2 separate regions of the Triticum aestivum genome follow, and region 2 is linked to region 1. The links are chromatin contacts, called in public Hi-C maps. All regions are on one chromosome and are shown on one strand. The core of a region is the stretch at or near the end of the contact, and the rest is flanking DNA. Distances in the headings are between cores, read along the strand shown.

Region 1 (5,663 bases), core at 1,605-4,104:
TGAATTGACCTCCGCACAAGTTTGATGTAATGTTTCGAGGGGAGCGCCACTAAGTTCAAACTGGCCACCAGGTTCTAGTGAAATGTTTTGCTTTCCCTGCATCCATATAAATAAGTTGTCACAGAATTCCCTATTGATTCAGTGAAAACCATATATATCTATTTCTTTCTAGGCATAGTACCTGCTTGAGACCAATAACATGGTTTTCTTCCATTATCTTGTCCCATTCAAATCTCTCAGACAGCCCATTGAGTATAGCACTGATCTGATCGTACGTTATAGGGCGCAATGTTTCGACATCAAAACCAAACTTTTCATGTTCTGTGCCAATTCTGCATAACAAGAAATTTACTCACGGAATGGACCAAATAACTAACCGAAATACTCAGTAGGAATTATACAGGAATAGAACTTCAAGAAAAACAAAAATATATTGTCAAATCTGAAATAATTTGAACAGAGGCACCATAACAATCTTCATCTCCAATAAATTATACTGATTGAAAAAAATGAGCACACTCATTACATTAACAAGATGTATCTATATCTATACCTACTAATAAAGGGAGGCGATATTCTTGGTTTGGTTTCGCTTTATTTTGTCCTGTTTTGAGTACTTTTATTACGTACACTATTTTTGGGTTTTGTCCGTTAAACGAACATGTGTGCAAGCGAAAGGAAACCGGGACATACGTGTAAAGGAAACGAAAAAATACAAGCAACGGGAGGGACTCGAACTAGAGCCCTCGAGCTAAAAACTAGCTCCAGTAACCAACCAATCTAGCTTGACTTACGTCAAAAGTAGCAAGTTCGGCTTATTTATACACTATTTGTCAGAGTTGGCACCAGCCCTCGCACGACCAGCGAACTAGAGGCCAAAAATGATATCGTTCGCGTCGGGTGCACCTCACCCCCGTGTGGGCCTCAGCCCATCAATGGCAATAAAAATAACGGCTTGTTTGAGGGATCAAAAAATAGATTCAGTTTTCTAATAAAATAGTACCGCCTTGATTTCTTATACCCCACCTTATCAATTTATATACGTTTGTGATTTGAAATCGGTAAGCCACCATGACAATCAATAAGCGGGTAATAGTGGGTCTTGTCTCGTCACAGATGCGAGCAGAAGCAAATTAATTGCTTTGCATGGGGCCAATAGGTGTGAGAGAGAACCGACTTAATGATCAAGATAACGAAGAATGGGGAATTAAAGAGAACCCAGGTAAACATAAAGATAATGAGGACACGACGCCCCAATGCCGCAAGACAAGTAGGTATAAAACTTGTGATCTCTCTTAAAAAAGATACCACGATCTCCGATCTCTCTTAAAAAAGATACCACGATCTCCGGATGAAGATGAACCAGCAGAACCTCCTCGCATACGAGAACGACGATGACTCATCGAGGCGCTACGGCAGCCCCCGGTCTCACCAAAGGCGATGTTAAGGCTGGTTGCATGATTAATTAATGCCTGATTGGTACAAATTTCTTCTCTAGACCATGGTGTGCCTTTGTTTTGGTGGGTGTGACAACTAAAGTTTTCTTCATAGCTAGCCACAAAGCGTTATGCTTGTACATATATTTTTTTACTAAATTTAAGTACATGTTCTCTCCCGTTGCAACGCACAGGCATTTGTGCTAGTTAAGTATAGCATATCTAAGCTTAGAGAGACTTTTTGTGCCATTTAGGACAATCATTTGTAAGCTTACTTTTCCCACATATAGCATATTAACAAGTACCATATCAAGCTTTTGTTGCTCTATGTACAAATTGCAACTTTACTACTTCCAGCATTATATGAGTGCACGAGCTGCACCATTTGCCGACAAGTTTAACACAATGTATCCCCAATTCAGTTCCTAGTCTAGTATAACTATGCTAACCAGTACCATGTGACCCCTTCGTTGAACAAGGGCAGAGCTTCATTTGCTAACTAGGCAAAGCAACGGTCACTTCGACGTATCCACCCTCTTATTCCTACAAGCGCAAACTACTAGCAAGCATCACATAGACCGTCACTGCAAGGCACTGATTCATGTGAAAAAATTCCACCACTCTAGGGGCGACTGAACAGTGGATACAAAATGCCCAATTGCAGAGCTAAACAGTAAGCTGGGCAGTAAGGATCGGCCGTTCCAGCCATAGAACTACGTTCCGCTTCCAACAGTAAGTAGCAAGTAGGGAAGTAGCACCATATGTGGAAGCTTCTCACCTCCAGTTCTCCTTGGGCTTGCAGCCGGACGCGAGGTAGGCGACGAGGTCCTCCTTGGTGAGCGGCTCCGTCAGCTTGGCCGCCTCCTCCGTGGGGGGGCTGGCCGCCACGGCCCCGCCTCGCCGCCTCCCCCTCCGCCCCGCCGCGGGGAGCCCGACCACCGCGAACCCCTGCCGCCCCTTCCTGCTCCCGCCCGCCGCGCCGCCGTCCGGCTGGACCACCCGCACCACCGCCAGGCGCGACGCGACCGCCATCACGCCCAACCCGCCGAACAAAAACCTGAGGCACGAAAAAATCCGCAAAACCAACAAAAGTTCAGCGCGAATTGCGGAATCCGACACGATGTCGCCATCGAACCCCCGCCCAACCCACCTCGCCGCGCCCACCCAGCGAGAACCGGTCTGATTCTGTCTATTTGCTGGTGAGATTCGCCGCCGGGAGGAGACGGAGACGGGGACGGGGACGGGGACGGGGACGGGGACGCGCGCGCCGCCGTCCGCCGCTGCTGCTTCAGAGTCCGGAACGGAGGGGAGTGTGGGGGGTGGGATGGGGGCGGCGTCGGCGCGGTTATAAAGCGGTGGGGGCTGGGCCCGCGCCCTCCGCGGCCGCGTCAGCAGCGACGACGCCTTGAAGTGCGCGATGATGCTGCTGCTGCGGCTGCGCGCGTCATCCAATCCGCTCCGCCCTCCGCGGGTGCAGCCGGTGAGTGATTTGGACAGCTGGTGATTTACTAATCCTTCCCCCTCTTTCCTTTTTAATCTTTCCTCGGTGGTGGGGGCGCTGGCCTAATGATTATGGCTTGTTAATTGCTGGAATTAAGCTTCGCCGATGGTTCTCGTACGATCACCACCGCCCCATGACGTCGGCGATGAGGTGGGGCGCTCGGTGCCACGGCGGCGCCAGGATTTTTCATGCATGGCGATGGTGTTTTTGCACGCTGGTTCCTCCTGGTGCCTCAGCTCTCAAAGCGACATCCAGAGCACGCGTCTCACCCTCGGGTTGCCGTTCAAGACAAGATGAAAACGGAACAAAAATGTCGAGAGAATATGTCAGGTGCTACGATGTCCTGGTAGTACATTTGGATGATCATGGATCGGAATGAACCTTGCCCGTCTTCAAGGGCAGGTTCGCCCTGCATGATCGTGGCTTTCCCGACTGTACCGTCTGCGAGCATCAGTGCACGTGCACTTATACTCTCTTTCTTTTTTCGGGAACACGTGCACTTATATTACTACTAGTATTTTCTTTTTAACTTTGGATGACTTTACTCAATTATTTTTTATCTTTTTTAGCGGGGACTTTACTCAATTATAACAAGGCCTTTTTACAATGGTATGAACAAGGAAGTCGGGAGCTGACCATGGGAGAACTTCATAGCTTTGTTCGTAAAGCAAATGTCAAGCTAGCTCATGCACGGCGCCATTCACTTCACGACCACAATGCTCGATCATCGCCCTGCTGAAGAAACTCAACAACTCTCAGCAATCATCAGCTATCACTGCTCCCCAGAGCTCTATATTTGGAAGGATTCATCACAACCTAAACTATTTTCTTAGTCACTTTATACCATCATGTATGGACGCCCAAATCATAAAGCTTGGTCGAACTCTACTCCTCCCTCGATGATCTTTGATGCTGAAAAAACGCTTTTGATAATTTGCAGTTCGTTTTCTATTTTGTCAACTCTTATCGAGCACATATCACCAAACCCTTAATTTTAGGGCTTTTGTGCCACAAAATCCCTAACGTGGAGAGGCGTAGAAGGAGTAGGCATGGCGGTGGGGCAACATCGATATGGTTATTAAGTGGTGGTTGCAGGCCCGAGTGCCAATGCCACGTACGGAAGAATGACGACATCACAGTTCCGCCAGTTACCGACGTCTAGAATGATGGCATTACAGTTGCGTCAGTTACCGATGTCTAGAATGATGACATCACAGTTGCGTCAGTTACCGACGTCTAGAATGACGACATCATAGTTCCGCCAGTTACCGACGTCTAGAATGACGACATCACAGTTGGGTCAGTTACCGACATCTAAAATGATGACATCATAGTTCCGTCAGTTACCGACGTCTATAATGACGACATCACAGTTGCGTCAGTATCGATGTCTTGGAGTGTGTTGTGTTTTCTGTCAATGTTGTTCCTGTCATTAAATCCGCTTCACCACCACAGTTGTCGGGGAGGAGAGAGGGTGTACCATGATCTGACTCATGATAATATTTTTAAAAGGTTTATTACATGTATTTCCTTCCTTTTCCTTTTTTAATTATCCTTTATGAGTAAGTGTGGTTAGTGTCACTAATGACTATGTCTTGTTAATTGCAAAAAATCAAGCCACTTCGATAGCTATGTACACCCACAATATGTCATGACGTGCGCAATGAGGTCGCGAAACCACCAGAGCTTGGGTGACGTATTATGGAAAGTTTACTTTCTGCCACAGAAACAAAGAAAAAATGTAGGTTTTGGAGACTTCGAGGTTTCCTGAAAACGACATATAGAATCGCATGTTTTCAAAGAAAAAGGCAGTTTTTCTTTCCTCAGGATGACGTTATTTCGGAGCTCCATTGCAGAGCTACGTGAAGGCGAAGAGAGAGGGAAAAAAAAGCAACAAAACCAGAATAAAAAGGAGAACAAAGTAGATTTTGCAGCAGACGCAGCGGTTGGAGAGAAGCACATTGGCATGACCAAGTATGGGAGTGAACCCACCCCATTTCCACGGGCAGGTTCAGTCACTGGTGGTGCCTGGTTGATCGGTCCTTTGGTACCGTACTACCAGAGCATCGAAGCATGTGGCTTATGGTACTTGTTTAATTAGCTTCTTCCCTCTGTTTCTTTCTCCTTCTCGCTGGATGGTCTACGTGCAAAAACAGTTGTACTCCAGTCCAGGGACGATGGGAACGTATCCGGTGCACAAACACTTGTGAGGCTAGCGGTGGACCGGATGCCGTACATTATTTAAAAAAAATTAAAAAATCAAGCACATTGACATAACATTAATGAATGTCGTCACAAAATTTCGTATCAAAATTTGGAATATCTTTTAAGATACAAAAATGACAAAGTTGACAACAGTGTGGTAATGGGCCAAATCTAAAGCCCAACTTATGTTATGTATTATTTGGTACCGAATTTGTCATTTTTGTTTTAGGAACTATGTTTCGAATTTTGACTTGAAATTTCGTGACAATCTACATTAATGTTGTGTGAATGTGTTACTTTTTTTCTGAATTTTTCAAACATTTAAAATGTACGACTTGAGCTCGGTGCACCGGTAGCACCACAAGCACCGGTGTACTAGATGTTCTCCCCAGGGACAATAGCCTTGCCACGTGCGAAGACTGCCCGGCGTAATTGCGGGGTTCACAAATCCAAAAACACGCCAATGAGCCCATTAGAAGTAATCGTACTCCTCACATTCTGGCCCACAGGCCAAACATGTG
Region 2 (5,663 bases), core at 934-3,433, 390 kb before region 1:
TTGATTTCATGATTTGTGGTTAATACATGATGTAATACAATTCACATTGCATTATATTTCGAGTTATATCTCTTACGTACTCACTACTAACATTTTTTCTAATTCGCTTCTTGCGCCATTAGCGCAATCGGGTCATCTAGTCTACCTAACAACCGATTAATTGGGCATAGTACTGTGTCTATCGTAGTACTTTCGTAGTGTTATTATGTTTAAGTTTGAACTCATGTTTAAATTTGAACATTTGGTATTTTGAAATGTCGTAATATGCAATGACCATGTGCCCTATTTTTACATCATCGGCTGTGGCAGAAAATATCTGGTACCCTATTTTAAAACATTTGCTACGCAAAACAAATCAGGTGCCCTAGTATACATCATCTGTTGGAGATGCTTTAATACCAGGACCATCAATATTCTTATACTACCTTGAGCCCCCACGCATGCAAGTAGCGAACCTGAGACTGTTAGGACTAATAAGGAAAAAAACATCTATATGCTCAGAGGCCAAAGTTTTGGGTGGTGGCAACTGTTGAGAGGGTGATGGCGTCATCTCCTTTTATAAGGTGGACTTGGCGGTCGGCAGCCTCAACCGGCTCCCAGGATGACGACTAGGTAGCTTGGCAGCCTCCCTCCTATTTCGGTGATGTTTAATTGTGTGTAATTCAAACTGTTTAGCGTGTATTTTGGATTTTAAGGTTCAAATCAATTGACTCATATTAACTATGGACTGTAATTAAGTTAAGTGTTGAGTCAAATTTTGTGGTATGTCATTTGAACTATGGGTTGTTGTTTAATTGTTGTTTAATACCGTGTTATGTTCAATTTTGTGCTATGCAATTTGAAAAGGATAGATGTGTTGGGTCCCACATGGTAGTGGCCAATGTGACCGAGCTAGGTCTAGGTCCCATGCATGAGTGAGTGGCTCATAGGGGCAAATCGGTCAATCCAACGTCTCATTAACGGCCAAACGACTTTCACAGGACGAAATCATGACAAAAGAGCAAAAGCATAAGGACACGCACGAAAACTAAGGACAAAAGAGTAGTATGAGCATGAACTAATGACAAGAATGTCATTCTCAACCACAAAAAATAAAATGCAAGAATGTAATATTTTTTTCCTTCTTAGACGACTCTCACATTGCTCATGTTCTAAAATAGACTTTTTAATTGTATTGCAGTGTTGCTTGTTTGATGGAAGTTTAGGGTGTTATCTCATGGATTTATATCTTGTTTTCCCAAACTAAAAGAAAAGTTGCCAATTGTAGCAAACCCCTTCTATGAGGCCCAACAACTACCACTAATCTATTGGCTATTGGGTGAACCAACCTGTGGCCCAACCCACCAGGGTTCAAGTCCTGCTGCTCGCATTTATCCTGAATTTATTTGACGATTTCCGGCGATGTGCGTTCAGTGGGAGGAGACTTTGCTGTCAACAACGAGGCGCCTACGGTGACTTCGTAAAATCTCATGATGATATGTCGGCTCAGTCACTCGGAGGTGCTCATAGGGGCAGGGTGTGTGTGCGTTCATATGGGTGAGTGTATGCATGTTTATATGAGCGCTTGTGCCTGTACTGTGCTAAAAAAAAACCTAATTGGCTATTGGAGTAGTAAAGACCCATCTCATATCATGCTAAAGAGCTCAGTCATTGATTCCTAGATATCCATCCTTTCTCACACTCGAGAAGATCAACTCACGCAGGCACAGTGCAGTGTGACGTTTTTCATTATCCATCTTTTATGTTAACTCTTCGATCTCCAAAGATAGTATTCAAATCTCAGAGTAATCAATACAGTCCTTTTATTCGCAAATAAGATCCATATATACACCGTAAATACATGATCTCAAACGTGTCCGAAAAATATATGAACTGGCTGTAGGAAATATCAACCTTCTCCAATGAAGTTAATTCCGCCAAATAAGTTCAGATACGGGGATGGTACGTTTACATTTGGCACCCGGTTTTTGAAGGTCGCAAAATCTCCGCACATCGTCAAAACAAATATGCATGGCGCGTAATTATTCTAGGATATCAATGCGTGCATTTCTGATGGATTTGTTTCACCAATTCATAGTGGATTGAAACCTTGTTCCTCGCCTATAAATACACTCGTCCCATCGACGAGAGGAGCACACATAACGCGGTGGTACAATACAAGAAACTACTCGTTGACGCCGAGGACGCCCAAGATGGTGGCTAGCGCCAGGATGCTTCTCGTTGCCGCCGTGGTAGGGTTTTTGGCAACCACGGCGTGCCAAGCCGCCCAGCGGAACTACGCCACCGCGCTCACCAAGTCGCTGCTCTACTTCGAGGCGCAGCGCTCCGGCAGGCTGCCGCCGACCCAGCGCGTCCAGTGGCGCGGCAACTCGGCCCTCAAGGACGGCGCCGACCACGGGGTAAGCACGTCGGCGATGCATATGCTGATATGCATGTGTGGTACGTTGTACGTGTTTGGTTCGTGCATTATGCTGACATGCTTAATCGATCGACGTGCAGGTGGATCTTACCGGCGGCTACTACGACTCCGGCGACAACGTCAAGTTCGGGTTCCCCATGGCGTTCACGGCGACCATGCTGTCGTGGAGCGTGGTGGAGCACCGGGGCCGGCTGGCCGCAGCGGGGGAGCTGGGCCACGCGCTCGAGGCGGTGCGCTGGGGCGCCGACTACCTGGCCAAGGCGCACGCCCGCCCCGATGTGCTCTACGTGAATGTCGGCGACGGCGACTCCGACCACGCGTGCTGGGAGCGGCCGGAGGACATGGACACGCCCCGGAGGTCGTACTTGGTGAACGCCACCCACCCGGGCTCCGATGTCGCCGCCGAGACGGCGGCGGCACTGGCCGCGGCCTCCGTCGCGTTCACGGGGCCGCGCGGCGACTCCCGGTACGCGTCTACGCTTCTGAAGCACGCGAAACAGGTGCACAATACTTGCTCTTACATTACTTCATGTTTTGAGACACACACGTATGCATATGGCATTGCATGCACAGCACACAGATTACACAATCGATTCTATACAAATCCAATGGATGGTCCAAAAATCATTTGGTGTAATAGGTAAGAAAAATAGAGCGGCGCACATGTTAATGTGCCATTCTAATTACACAATTATTAACAATCATAATGTTCCATATACGCCTTTGGCGCTTCTGACGCACGCGAAATAGGCAAACATGTAACTGTGCTTTGCATGAAGAGATAGTACTACCAGTCTACCACTGCATAATTACATGCACTACATTGCATGCACAGCACAAATTGGACGGTTACCGTGGGCACGATCAATTTGAAGATAATGCGAGAGAATTAATTTGACGAACCATTTCATAAAGTCGTGGTCATATCATGGCTAAAAATGAATGTCAAATTATTGCTTGAAAACTGAACGTGCACAGACGAAGCTGTATCAGCTAATTTCTTCAGTCACTTGCTGCTTCTGCAGTTGTTTCAGTTCGCCAAGAACAACCGTGGCCTCTACCAGAACAGCATTCCATCGGCCAGAAGTTTCTACAGTAGCAGCGGCGACGAGGTATCACATCACTAATTAATGTCACGATAATGAACAGAAACATAGCAGTATTGTAAAGCAAATACTGAAACTTGTTTGGAACAGGACGAGCTGCTGTGGGCAGCTGTCTGGCTCTACATCGCCACCGGCCACCACGAGTACAAGGCCTACATCGCCGGCGCCAACAACGTCGGCGGGGTGCGGCAGTCGTTATCCTGGGACGACAAGTTCGTCGGAGCCCAGGCACTGGTCGCCAAGGTAAATGTACCAGATGATCCTAGTATTGGTCTGATGAAGCGACAGCAACTTTTAGCTTCAGGAACTGATGACTATACCGGCCATTCTGCAGCTCATCCTCCAAGGGAAGCTGCCCAACAACGGCCGCCACGCCGAGATGAGGAGCAACGTGGAGAGCTTCCTCTGCAACGTCGTTCAGCACGGTGACGGCCGCAGCGGGCGGCTCACCCCGGGCGGCATGCTCTACCTGCAGCCCTGGTCCAACCTGCAGGACGTCACGACGGCGATGTTCGTCCTCGTCACGCACGCCGACCACCTGGCGGCGGCAAGGGCTTCCCTGCAGTGCGGCGGCGTGAGGCTACCGCCGGCACAGCTCGTCTCGTTCGCCCGGTCACAGGCGGACTACATCCTTGGCAAGAACCCCATGAAGATGAGCTACATGGTTGGGGTAGGAAAGAGGTACCCGACGCAGCCGCACCACCGCGGCGCGTCGCTGCCGTCCCTCACGAACAACCCGGGGAAGATCTCCTGCGGCAAGGGATCCGAGTACTTCCACAGGTCTGCGCCCAACTTGAATGTGATTGACGGCGCCATCGTCGGAGGGCCTGACAACAACGACCATTACGACGATTCTCGGGGAAATTACCAGCAAGGAGAGCCATCAACCTACACCGTCGCGCCCATCGTCGGAGTGCTTGCAAGGCTTCTGCATAACTGATGTTCCTGTTTTCAGTCAAGAGATGTGCAATGTCAATGCCGTCCTTGTAATTTAGGCAGATATAACTTAGTCAATAAAATATTTCATACCGACAACAACACAGAAATTGTTTCCATCCAAACTTCGAAAAGGACTTCAACATCACAATAGTTCAACATGACATTTTATTCCCTTCCAAATTTTGAAAGAAACTTCAACATGTAGTAGATCTCATCATATTGGTAAGAGATCTTGTTTACACTAAGAGGTAGAGGCATCAAGAGCAGGTAGACATTCCCTTATCGCCTCTGCAGCTTGCTCCAGCTCCTTCTCCGACACGATGAGCGCAGGCACAAGCCTCACCACATTGCCTTTCCCGGCCGTCAGCAAAAAGACACCAGCATTCAAGCATGCATCGACCAAAGGCCCAGCCGGTACGTCAAGCTCGATGCCAACGATGAGACCGGCCCCACGGATCTCTTTGACATGAGGGTTTCCACTCAGCTTAGCTTTGAGCAGCTGCTTGAAGTATTCTCCTTTCCTGGTCACCTCTGCTAGAAAGCCAGGTTTCTGGATCTTGTCCAATGTGGCTAATGCAGCATGGCACACAAAAGGGCCTCCGCCGAATGTGGTTCCATGGTCACCGTAATTTATGGCTGCAGCAACCTTTTCCGTGACCAAGGCGACGCCAATGGGAAGGCCATTGGCCAGTGGCTTCGCCAAGGTCATTATGTCAGGTACTACACCATAAACCTCATGAGCCCAGAGGTAACCTGTGCGCCCCAGACCACATTGCACCTGCGTTTCAGACAGTAGATTAGAAATCTCCACTTTTCAAATTGACAGAAGTTGAACTTCAAAGTGCAATCCTAAATCCCTACTATTGAATGAATTGCCTATTTGGGTAGTATTACGATGCAGACTCCTCATGGGGTATTTCCTTCATGGGGATGCAAAATAGTGAAAATACATTCCCAGTCTTGAACTAGTACCACTGAGCAATCTCCTGAAGGAGTAAAATTTACTGTCCTTTATGCTAGTAGTACAAATTGTGCTTGCCACTAATTACTTCTATGTGATCGACAACACAGATAAGCACTCCCTCCCTTCACAATATAAGATGTTTTGGATATTTCAGCATGGCCTATATACGGACTGAAATGAATGAACAAACACACTGAAATGTGTCTATCTATAACCGGTTCACAAAAAGGTGAGA

What was found. A called contact is a pair of places that touch in the nucleus more often than the background predicts.
Region 2: a contact with region 1 is called in a Hi-C map of root, with 10 times the contacts expected there. The contact joins the promoter of LOC123110047 here to the promoter of LOC123110039 in region 1. A contact is called at or near these places in 3 of 5 Hi-C or Micro-C datasets (leaf, root and an unstated tissue) and 1 of 1 datasets of contacts at active chromatin or transcription factors (leaf).

What each region holds. Positions count from the first base shown.
Region 1 is chr1B:97,753,384-97,759,046 of IWGSC CS RefSeq v2.1, reverse strand. LOC123110039 (glutamate--cysteine ligase B, chloroplastic) reads right to left here and starts at 2,854. Exons shown (of 16, transcript XM_044530445.1): 1 at 2,587-2,854; 2 at 2,215-2,493; 3 at 182-332; 4 at 1-96. The coding sequence starts at 2,468.
Region 2 is chr1B:98,143,967-98,149,629 of IWGSC CS RefSeq v2.1, reverse strand. LOC123110047 (endoglucanase 14) reads left to right here and starts at 2,183. Exons shown (of 5, transcript XM_044530455.1): 1 at 2,183-2,399; 2 at 2,500-2,919; 3 at 3,445-3,531; 4 at 3,616-3,768; 5 at 3,860-4,465. The coding sequence starts at 2,193. The coding sequence ends at 4,465. LOC123110058 (acetylornithine aminotransferase, mitochondrial) reads right to left here. Exons shown (of 3, transcript XM_044530466.1): 3 at 4,575-5,242. The coding sequence ends at 4,706. LOC123110063 reads left to right here. Exons shown (of 7, transcript XR_006453141.1): 7 at 1-75.